Regions from separate parts of the Zea mays genome. Here region 2 is linked to region 1. Evidence: chromatin contacts called from public Hi-C data. All regions are on one chromosome and are shown on one strand. The core of a region is the stretch at or near the end of the contact, and the rest is flanking DNA. Distances in the headings are between cores, read along the strand shown. Region 1 holds the start of LOC100282664. Region 2 holds the start of LOC100285065 (biopterin transport-related protein BT1).

What was found. Hi-C and Micro-C count contacts between places; a contact is called where the count stands out from the background.
Region 2: a contact with region 1 is called in a Hi-C map of ear, with 2.0 times the contacts expected there. The contact joins the promoter of LOC100285065 here to the promoter of LOC100282664 in region 1. A contact is called at or near these places in 4 of 25 Hi-C or Micro-C datasets (bundle sheath, ear, leaf mesophyll and 1 more).

What each region holds. Positions count from the first base shown.
Region 1 is chr2:239,335,463-239,341,307 of Zm-B73-REFERENCE-NAM-5.0, forward strand. LOC100282664 reads right to left here and starts at 2,331. Exons shown (of 10, transcript NR_178051.1): 1 at 1,968-2,331; 2 at 1,423-1,493; 3 at 323-1,299. LOC103648247 (a long non-coding RNA gene) reads left to right here and starts at 2,720. Exons shown (of 2, transcript XR_563345.2): 1 at 2,720-3,476; 2 at 3,562-3,987. LOC100381505 (ATP-dependent DNA helicase 2 subunit KU70) reads right to left here. Exons shown (of 19, transcript NM_001320881.1): 15 at 5,797-5,845; 16 at 5,613-5,730; 17 at 4,979-5,081; 18 at 4,554-4,746; 19 at 3,887-4,267. The coding sequence ends at 4,154.
Region 2 is chr2:239,900,365-239,906,209 of Zm-B73-REFERENCE-NAM-5.0, forward strand. LOC100285065 (biopterin transport-related protein BT1) reads right to left here and starts at 3,004. Exons shown (of 9, transcript NM_001157960.2): 1 at 2,740-3,004; 2 at 1,898-2,154; 3 at 1,674-1,738; 4 at 1,433-1,595. The coding sequence starts at 2,857. It overlaps LOC103648257 (pentatricopeptide repeat-containing protein), which reads left to right and starts at 5,126. Exons shown (of 3, transcript XM_035965597.1): 1 at 5,126-5,845. The coding sequence starts at 5,211.

The DNA.
Region 1 (5,845 bases), core at 1,081-3,580:
AGTCAAAAACAATTGAATCAATCCAAATTTTAGACAACTAACCACATGGTACATTCGCATGACATTAGAAGCATCTACTCATATACAGAGGAAGATGTTTCCAACTAAATAGCAATGAAATTTTTGACAATCAATAGCATCTAAAGACACACAAGCCATCAACAAGTTTGAAAATATTGTTCAGCCAGACAGCAATAACCTTGGAAATGTTACGCCACATTGAAATTCACTATCAGATAAACAAGATACAAGGAAGCATCTTCCAATTTGATCATGCAGCACAACAAGACAATTAATAACCTTGAGAAGGGAACTCTAGAACCTTCATCTAGCGGAAGTTTTGTCAAATTTATCTTCATTGTGAGATCAAACCCGTCCTTTGGAGGATCAAGAATCTGCACAACTGGCCCATATGCTGCTTTTATAGCTTCAATGGCACCTAGTGGTAGCCCATCATACAGAATCGCTTCAGGAGGTGGCAGAGGCAAAGCAACTGACAACACCATTACCTTTGGATTCCTCATAGAAAACTGAAACCAAAGACCAGATTCATTAGAATTGTAATGTTGAGCATGAGGCAGCTTCCACATCCAAGAACTTGAAAATTAGATGAAAATCTGCTTAAAGTAGAACAATATCGACCTATAAATTTTAACACACTTTCAGCTGAGATAGCAATGCTCAAACACTAACAAGTCCATATTTGTTGTATTACGAAATACAGAAGAAACCTTTACTTGCACCACAAGTGCTTGTCACTAATTATATGGTTAGTATGTAATGTTATGGCAGCCATTCAGTATATGGAAGAACTCAAGAAGCAAGAAGGTTACAGGCTGACAGCATTTTATTCATTGCTCTTGTTACTGTTCTTGTGAACAAAGAGGTAATTTGGGGTTAAAAGGGACATGCTATCAAATGGCACATACCAAACTGGGAAGAATAGACCCAATTAACTACTGAGTACTGACTATCGTTATATATTGAGTTATATTATGCAGGATTAAAACTGCAAACTGTATATATATTTTTGGACCTAACCATCGAGTGGATAGCCACCTTAGGATCAACTGTTTAATTTGTACCAAAACCAACTTCCAAAAGTTAGCTACCCCAAGAATATGACACTGATTAGGATTGATGCCAAAATGTGTCAAGCCATTGCCGCCATGGTGGTATACATATACCATCCTTTTGACACAAATCTATGCGACAGTATAGAACTTACTTACCTGGATATGATACCGGACATCATCGAACTCTACCGTGTGACAGTCAATGTCCATGCCCTTCTCGCCACTGCATCGCCCAACGTCATATGAAATGAAATTACATGGGATTATTGCAAACAATCATGCTACCAGAAGCAAGATGTGGTTATGTTCTCTCTAGGTGGAAGCAGGGTGGCAGCAAGCAATATACCTGAGAACACGGTCTTGCAGGATCTGGAGCAGGAACCTCGATGGGGACTGGAGCAGTATCATCTTGCAGTGCTTTCCTCCCCGGAAGCGGTAAAACGTTAAAACGTTATGAACTAACTTTTTAACATTTAAACGTTTAAACGAACGTTGAACGTCTTTTCAGACTTGACATAGAATTTGGCTTGGCTGCTGGTCTTGTGGAGTGGCCACAGACGTGAGACGCAGCGCAGAGGCCGACGGTCTGCGGCCCAGTGGGAAGTGGCTGGGACCCCTCACTCCCAGCCGCAGAGGTGATTCACTGTGAGGGGCAGCAAGGGCAGCGGATGGATCTGGGCCGTTGAGGGCAGCGGCAACAAGTGGATGCGGCGGCGCACTGGAGCTTGGCCGGGCAAGTGGATGCAGCGGCAGCAAGTGGGCACTGGAGCTTGGCCGTGCAGCGCGGCGCAGTGGGCACTGGGCAGTGGCCTGTGGCACGGCGGCGCACTAGCCTGTGGGCGGACTGGCGGAGGGAAGAGGGAGGAGGGAGGAGAGGGGCCGGCTGCGTACCTGGGGGCAGGAGGGCGGTCGCACTGTCGCAGGCGCGGCTGGGCGGACAGGAGATCTCCAGCGCTGGCTGAGTGAGGACGCGCGGTCTGCGGTCGCAGGCGCGGCTGGGCGGCCTCCAGCGCTGGCTGAGGACGCGCTGGTTGGAAGCGAAAGCGAGTACCTAAAGCCCAGGAAGTCACCTGCTCAAGCAGACAGAAGAGGACACCTGCTCAAGCAGGAGGGCGTCGCCGCGCTGGGGACCGAAGAGGGGGCGCCAGTCGCCGGCCGTGTGATGTGCTCTGGTCTAGGGTTCCTCGATGGCGTCCGTGCGTGCTGCGTGGTGGCGCTCTGCTGCTCTCGTCTCAATCTTCATGTGCGTCCATACATGTTTAGTGGGCTGCAGCGGGCCAAAACGAATGGTAACAAAAAAAAACCGATGTAGACCAAAATTGAAAATTACCAAACACAGGCAAACTGATCGTCTGTGTTATGATCGAACGACTAATCACGATTAACTGCTGCAGTGCTGCTTATCGAGTGCGCAATAGCGATCAGTCGATTAATCGTCGTTGTTGCTGCTGCTTATCAGAGAGATAGATACACGGGGAAGAAACATTTGGTTAAGGATTTTTTTTATTTTTCTTAAACAGGCACCGCTTGCATTTAAGAAATAAAATCTCCGTCCGACCTTGTTCAGTTGCACAGGTATCGGAGGAAATTAAATCTCTTTATATTTAATTTTGATCATAAAATGATTTAATTCTCTCCAATACCTTTCGATCCCCTCTCCTAATCGAATAAGGCCTCCGTGGGTGCGGAGGCAGACGACGTGGCTTCATGCCTACCATTCACGCCGACAAAAATTTTAGGATGCGAATAAGGAGAGGTAGCTTTTAATAGAAGAGATTCTACGATGGCACAAAAACGCAGGCGCCGTCGCCGACATCCGCCCGATGCGTTGAGATATGCGGCAATGTTCGTTCTCCACTCCAACCCATAGGGGTTCAACATTTGTTCAAAATCCCAACAAGGTCCTAGTGATCAGAAAACATCCAAGACGAGGAAATGCGGTGGAAGATGTGGGACAGTACCTGTTGGAAGCAAAATGACGAGCACACGCTCAATATGCGGCGAGGGGAGGCAGCCGGGAAGACAAGCGCTGTGAAGGAGGCCGGAACAACAATTCTAGGCCATTGCCTATCCTTGCCTACCCTGCACGTCTACAAAAATTCTAGGCCACAAGTTAAGTCTGGTAATCATACATGTCATGTATGTCAGCTAGGCAAACATGTTAGGTTTGCCATTTCCACATGTTTGCCATTTCCTCGATCTACAAACATTTTGTTGTTTCCTTTTCAATTAGTTCATTGTGATGTATGAACCTCGCATGTTGTCAGTAATTCTGGTTACAAGTTTTATCTTGTGCTCATGGATGATTTCCCTGATTTTACCTGGACATTTCCTTTGGGACATAAAAATCTTGACGGTGGCATGTACATCAATTGGATGTTAAGAACGCATTCTTGCATGGTGATCTGTCTAAACGTGTTTATGCTTTTCAATCATCCGGCTTCAATGACAAGGATTTCCCTAATCATGTTTGTCTCCTTCACAGGTCTTTATATGGATTAAAACAGGCACCACGTGTATGGTACCAGCGATTTGCTAGTGAGCTGCTGAATCTTGGGTTCCGTTCCACACGTTCGGACTCTAGATCATGGTGTTGGTGTTCATATTAAAGCCTCCAGGACCAATGATCTCGCATATTCAGATACGGACAAGGCTGGCTACCCTATAGATGACAAGGATTGCCCAACACATGACTTCATCAGCTTCTCCTGTCTCCAAGCTCATTTGAAGCCAAAGCCATTTCGCAGCATGCAACAGTACCCTGAGCATAAAACCTGAAACAGCAAGTAGCCATGCTAAAGAGGGCCTATGCTTTAACATACCTTATGCAGTTATGCTCCATATTGTGGGTCTAAGTATCCAGAATTACATTATGTTTCATGTTGACAATGACAAGCAGATGATACCACAAGACGAAACTTAACACAGGTTACATTGGCAACTGGTGCTGTCCTGTCGCTATACAAAAAATCGGCACGTAGCCTGCACGGGGGAGGATTACGGTCCACAAGGATCCGCGAGACAGCACTACAGATGTCAGTCGGGTCTCAGGAAACTAACAGTTCGGATACCCGGCTTCACTTACCCAGGTGAGTCAAGATCCTGCTGATAAGTACATCTTTCTTACCAGAAACCGGGAGATCATGCGCGGTCAGGTAGGATCTCAATTCCACCGTGGTCATTTCCTTCAGCTGCAAATGACAGCCTCGGAATTCAGAAAACAATTATAGTAACCAAACAATCTTGTAGAACATGCCAATGATTATTGGCAATTGCAGAAACTTCAACTAATTCATTGGCATATTTCATCTACAAGTGAGATGCTGAATTCTAGTTTCATGTATACTCGGGAGACATCTCTAATTAACTTGAGCTTGATGGTTAAGAAGAATTTTAGGGCATTTAGTGTCTGCAGAATAAACCCACCGCCTCCCCATTTAGGGATATGGATCTTGCTAAAAGGATATGATTACTCACTTTTCCATTGTCTGCAAGTTCTGCCCAATCATAAGCAGCACTTATCTGCGCAGCTGCATCAGTGACCTCCTTCCGCTTTTTTGAAGCATTACCACGGGAAGCTTTCCCTGCTGCCGCTTCTGCCTCCTCTTGGTCATAATTTTCACCATAGACTGAAGTCTTGAATTCCTCAATAGCATTGGCTACCCCTGGCCTGAGATAAGAATAGCAAGGAACATCCCGCACAAACCATAAATAACGTAAAGAGATAACTATTGCAAATTGCTTTTATATAACCAACAGGAATTCAGCTTGTTCAAGAATTCAATAAGTTATGCTTCCATCTCTCTGTGCCTTGGAAAAGTATCATCACCAACTAGATTCTCTTTCAAAGAAAAAATAACTATATAATTTAGCATGCATAAATAGACAAGCAAAAGAAGTACTTAGACAAGCCTTCTTCGTCAGGCAGGGTCTCATCCTTTATATCAGGCATCTCATCTTCGCCTAAAGCTAAGGCCTCCAAGATCCCATAGTGTCTTTGCAAAGCTGTTGATTTTGGACAACAGAAGCCGTATCAGAGCATGTACATATGACTGGATATTGTGTAATTACATAAGTGATTCAGAAGTGAATAAAATGCTTGTAATAATATACAGCAATGACATTTTAGCCCAAGTAACATCGCATGTGCAACAAGTACGTTTCAAATATTGAGCATTTTTATGTAATCCGCTCAAAAAAAGAGCCTGCAATAGTTCCCCTGATCTTCATTAGAGCAGCAACTGGTAAATGTAAATACTTTTCAAAGCTATGGATCATGTTCATAGTGGAGCCTATACTAAAGCAGATGTTGTGGGCTTACAGTTGACCCTGACTCTGTAGGTAAATTTCTGAAAAAAGATTATGTCCAGGTTAAGACTTTTTCAATCACTTATGGCAATTCGAGAGGACACAAGTCATTCTTGTTCTTCATTTTCCACTCAGCTTTAATATGAACTAATAAGATAGGGTCAAATGCAGGAGTCAAAAAGATAGCTTAAGAGTATCATTGCCAATAACGACTTCATAGCTATTTACCTGGGTTAGCAAATTGGCATGCAGAGAAATTTATCAGATCAATACGTTTGAATATGTTCGAAGCTTTCTTGATTTGTTCATCTGTTGCACGCGGTGCATCATCAGAAGTCACATGAACCTGCAAACCAAGCAAGAAAATTAGCTTACAGAGATCGTAAAGTTGAAATACAACGTTAGTCCTTACTTCTTCAGGATATCTAATATCATCGGAGTATGGAAGATAGATCATGTGC
Region 2 (5,845 bases), core at 1,754-4,253, 570 kb after region 1:
CAGCCTTAGTGTAAAACTTCAACTGGAAATAAAACTATGTCGGGATTAACCAGTGTTTTCTTGAAGGAGCAGTGTTTATTTAGAGGTGCATTATTACCCCATGCAAACTAGAAGCTAGCTAGAAGAAACCCCTGGAAGTGGAAATGTTGTATACAATAACTCCCAGCCCCTACACAAGGATCCGCCCCCCTATAGGTCAGCCCATCTCATGTGCACATAACCAGGGGAACCAATGAGTTACCTTTTTTAACCTCAGCTTGAAATTCACTCCCACTAGGATTCAAAGTCAATACCTAAGGGGTGCTACTCAGACCACATAACCAACTCAGCTAGAGACCCTTTCGCAACTGTTTTTAGAAAAACCCAAGCTAATTCCAAAACTCATCTATGTGCTTGCACATTGTAACAATCCAATGGAAATTTTTGGAAGCAATGAGGTCATAAATGTGAGCTTGTATTTTTTTATAGTTTTGGCTTAAAGGTTAGTGACCATTTATTCTTTGGTTGTGCTGTAAAATTGATATATTTAGGGGTTGTTTGTTTGGGATTATAATATACTCAGATTATAATCTAACTTATATATTTTGAACTAAGTGTTAGTTCAAAATAAATTAGAATATATAATATGAGCAGATTATAATCCCAAACAAACATGCCCTTAGATGCCCCCATGCCTAAACTTACACAATATATGATTGGATTGTGTCAATAGCTAGAACTAGAAGGATGCATTTTATGGACATGTTTTATGAAAACGTGTTTTCAAGAAATGTCTGAATGAAAATTTGGAATCAAGACAAGGAAATAACATGTTAATACGCACCAGTAACTGATTCACAAACAGTTGACTAGTTGGTGTATTCAGTATTAATGGGTAGGGATTTTAAATGAAGCGTGCTGCAAAGCACAACAAATTTTTTTTACAAAAAAACATTTACAGGAACCAATGCAACTATGGAGATTCCCATGCATTTTAAAATTGTTTTCATACTAGACATTTGTTAGAGCTTTCCTCATGCCTGCATTTATTTTTACAGTTAAATTTGATTGTGAGATAACTCAATACAAATTTGCTCTATGCCCTTTTCTCTATGAAAAGTAAAGTACACCAAAAAAGGGAAAATACTGTATAAACAATGATCACAGATCCACTTGGAATATATAGAATAGAATAAAGAGCTCAGCATAGAAGGAAATAAATTTCTCACGTTCACAGAGAATATTTAATGGCATAGCAGGTTAAGAAATCTACTAGCATAAATATGGCATTAAGGAAGAACAGGAAAGTATCAATTAACAACTCAAGCATACCATCACTTCGATGATTTCTAACAACTGAATAAATGTAACAGACAGGACCTGATATTATTGATCATCGGCATAAAGGACAGACCAAGATAACTTGAGAGTAGAATATTCGGTTTGCACTTACAACATCTGAGAAGGCAACAGAAAGTGAGCCAAGAAGAATAGAGGATGCTGCACTGTATTTACTGCTCACTACTGTGGCCATTAAACTCCATGAAAGTGCTCCAAGTAACCCTGACAGAAAAAGGTACGACCTCCTTCGATATCCAAAGAGTGGAATGGAATCACTGAAAGGCAAAAGTCGAGGATCAAAATCAAGTGTACACTACATCCGAAAGAAATGGATGTGGGAGGATTTGCGAGACCTGATAAAGCCATAGAGGGGCTTGATCAACCACGGCAAGGACGAGAAACCAGATACCACTGCGGTCTATATTAAAGAAACCGGTTTAGTCCCCTAACAGCACCTATTAACTAAACAGCGGAAACGTTACATCATGTAACAAGAACTGAGCTCTACAATCTAAATACAAATATGGTGCATGGATGGAGGACAGGAAAACCTGGAAAAGGAATGAGCAACACACACCTCAGCTGGATCTAGATGGAGATCATCTTTTAAGTAAAAGCTCACAGCAAGCCGTGCAAGACCCAGAACCCCTTGCACAAAATAGACAATGGCAACTGCCATATTATCAGGGGACAGATCCACGCCAAACGCCGTGAAGTATCTTGGCCCGAGCTTGCTCTTGCGCACATCATCTGTGCTAGGCTGCCGCCACTCAGAGTGTCTACTACTTGAATCATCCTTTGTCAAGCCCACTTGATACCTAGGCATGGCATTCCCTACAATAGGTTACACCATTTGAGACAATCCTGACGCTGAGGTAAGCAAGACAGGGACCATTAACTATTTAAGCAACGGATTATGGTTTGAATTTTGGAAGGAAAAAACATGTGGCTGACAGAAACATCCTGCTAAAAGCTTTCCTTAACTAACTAGATTCCCACTGTGCAGCATTTCAACCGTGACGTGGCCTTCACGTCCCAGCATATCTTCTCTGTGCACCAATTCACTCAGTATGGGGAATGACACCGTGCATCGCTCACCCAGCTCCAATCTACCAAAGCAGACAGCAACTGCACCGCGCTAACCGACGACAAGTCGACAACGATCCCAGACGCACAACCGTAGCTTCCAGAAGCCAGAACCCAGAGCATGCTACCTCAGCCAAGCAGGCTCTCCGCCATCATTTCCTCTCCCCAATTAAGCTCGATATCCTCCTGACTCCTGTTCCACCACACGAAATCCAACGACATGCTCTAATTTCCCTAGCTCCGGAACCCGAAACCGCAAGACCAATCCAGATCCCCGGCAACCCAGACGGCTACGGACTCATAGAGGAGAGCGGCAGAGCGCCTCGAGCTCACCACCGGGCCAGTGGTCGGAGGACGAGGCGGCGGCGTCACGGCTATCGAGCTCGAGGGGGCGGCGGACGGCGGCCTCCTCGTCGTACGCGTCACGTGCGGCCGAGCCCCCGGAGGCCATCCCGAGCTACCAGAAGCCCGCGGGGCGCGGCGCGGTCTCCGGTGAGACCTTGAGCGTTTGAGACTTGAGAGGACGCGGAGGTGGAGCCTGCGGAGCACACCGGGCCGGAGCTGGAAGCGAGATTTGGCGCAGCGCAACGAATGCTCCATGCCCCCATGTTTCTCTGATTCTCTCTATGCCATAGTGGGCCCACCACCCGTGAGCACGTAGCGTGAAAACGGGACAGATAGTATATTAGGTCATTTGTATACTGCCATAATGTATTTCAATCGAATTTAAAACCGGATACAAATAGTTAGAATTAATACGGATAAAGATACAAATACCAGATATTTATTTGGTGGATAAGTAATACATACAGATATTACTAGTCGGTTGCCCGTGCGTTGCGACGGCTTACAACAATACTCACGTAAACTATCCATCAAAAAAAATGCAAGATTTTTTATTGATTGTTTTCGCTCTCTGTATAATATATATTTTTGATTTAGCTAACTGATGTTATTGTTTACTTCATGCAAATATGTCTTGGTACAACACAGTCAATGAAGTGAGCGATTAGAAGATAGTTCACAACGATTGACTAAATGAACAGAGATTATAAAATGATATAATTTCATCATACAAAGACCAAATAAGAGAAAGTTTGTGAGATCAAGTTTATAAAATAAGTACCATGAAGTCAAACTTATAAAAAAATAAATCAAAATATAGAGTGATTGCTAAAGTTAGGCATCAATAAGAACTGTATGCGCTCCATATAAATTACGCTACTTCGTAGCAATTACTAACGTTTAAAACCAACAAATAACCTTTCATTTTGCTGTTAGTGTGACAAATCATTGCTGCTTCATCCAATTCAGCAACCTCAAACACCATGTAGTCCATTGCGCCAATGTGGTCTCAGAAACGACCTAATGCTTGCAAGAGCAAAGAACGTCGTGCCGTGCTTGGACTGTAGCCTCGGCCCGTAGTGCTGGTCCGGCCCGACACGATTATTTTTTAATTTTACAAAAAAACGTATATACCTATATACAATTTATATTCAATATTAAAAACATCTTAGCGTGATGTTCTACTGGTTAGACAGTTTCACTTAGTGTCTCTTGCCCTTTTTTTCCATCAGGGATGGGTTCGAACCCCACCTCCTGCACCGTATTTTAATATTTTACGCTGATTTAATTAAATGGATCGACGGGCTAACGGGCTGGCCCGACACAGTTAGCAGGCCAGCATGACGTGCTTGTGCCATATTGTGGCCCGCGTGCATCTAGACCGTGTCGGGCGTCATTACGCTGACTTAATTAAATGGATTGACGAGCTAATAGCTATAGATTTAGTTGAATACACACAGATACGAGATATTTGTTGATAATACATGGATTGTATATTATTCACTAGAATTTAGTTCACGCTCACGCGTAAGAAAGTTACCCCACCAATATTATATAGAACATAGATCAACATGACTATATAATAAGTTGAGTTTGTCCAATAGTTCGAATGTAAGGACAAGATTCAAAACACGTAATAGCCTAATATAATATAAAATAGTTTCTAAATGATATAAGATAGTCCAATATAATGAGTGGGTGGTGATGGGTGCGAAAGCGGTTTGGATATGGGCCGCGATCACAATTCACAAAAGATCACGAAATTGTCTCTACTAACTTAGTTACATGAATCATAGTAGCACCTTAAGTTTGACACTTCACGATAACAAATTTTATACAATGCTAGGTCCATTTTTTTAAATGCAAATGACCTCAATGAAACACTGTATTTAGTTCCATCAAACTAGCCCAAAAATCAACATGTTATTATGATGCCACCATAAATATGTTTTTGCACGCTAGCTTTAGAAAAAAACGATTAAAAAATTAATCACAACATTTACCTAGTAGTGGCATCACAAAAAAAATCTAAGAAGATTATAGAACTAGCTTTTTACGAGAACTTGTTTTGTAGTAAAAAAATGACTTTCATTTTTTGATGAGAGAGAGACAAAACCCTAAGACCTAGTTTAGATACTCTAGTATTAACCTTAATACACACGTATTGAGGTGGATTAGAGCGTAACTTAAACTAATTTATACTCCAATCCATCCCAACACATGATTGAGGTCAATACTATAGTATCCAAACAAATCATAAGTATTTAATAAGTAATAATAGAAAACAGTTTGGCCCAATACGATCTTGGAGCTGGGCAGGGCTTCGTCTTATGGGCCGGTCCAACTACTAAGCCACCAGGCCGGGGCTCATCCCTTTCTTCCATGGACGCCCCAGAGCGCGACGCGTTAATGGAGGGAGCTCCTCCGGGTCACCTTAGCTCCGCGCACCTCGGAGTGAAATGAATGGCCATCTCCATCTCATCCCCTCCACCCCTCCCCGGCTCCACCTCACCTCACTGTCCCCTACCTTCCTCTCCTTCCCGCCCGCGCCGTGTCCTCATCCGCCTCCCCATGGGCCCCATCCCCGCCTACCCCTCCGCTCGGTGGCCGTCGCGGCCGCCGCCGACCCCCGCGCCGCGCACGCGGCGGCAGTCAAGTCCGGCGCGCTCGGCCCCTCCTCAGACGCCCGCACTGCCAACGCCGTCATGTGCGCGTACCTTCGCGTGGGCCGCCTGGGCGACGCGCGGGACGTGTTCGACTGGATGCCCGCGCGCGACGCCGCCTCCTACAGCGCGCTCATCTCGGGCTACGCGCGCCTCGCTGGTGGCTCCGGCTCCGTCACGGCCACCGTCGCCTCCGCGGAGCTTCTTGGACGCATGCGCCTCGCGGACGGGCTGCTCCCCACCGAGTACACCTTTGTGGGCCTCTTCACCGCCTGCGCCCGCAGGGGCAACCCGCGCCTCGGGACACAGGTGCACGCCCTCGCCGCCAAGTCCGGCCACTCCTCGTTGCTCCTCGTGGCCAACGCGATCCTCGGCATGTACGTCAAGTGCGGCCGCTTCGGGGACGCGATGAGGGCGTTCGATGGCATGGA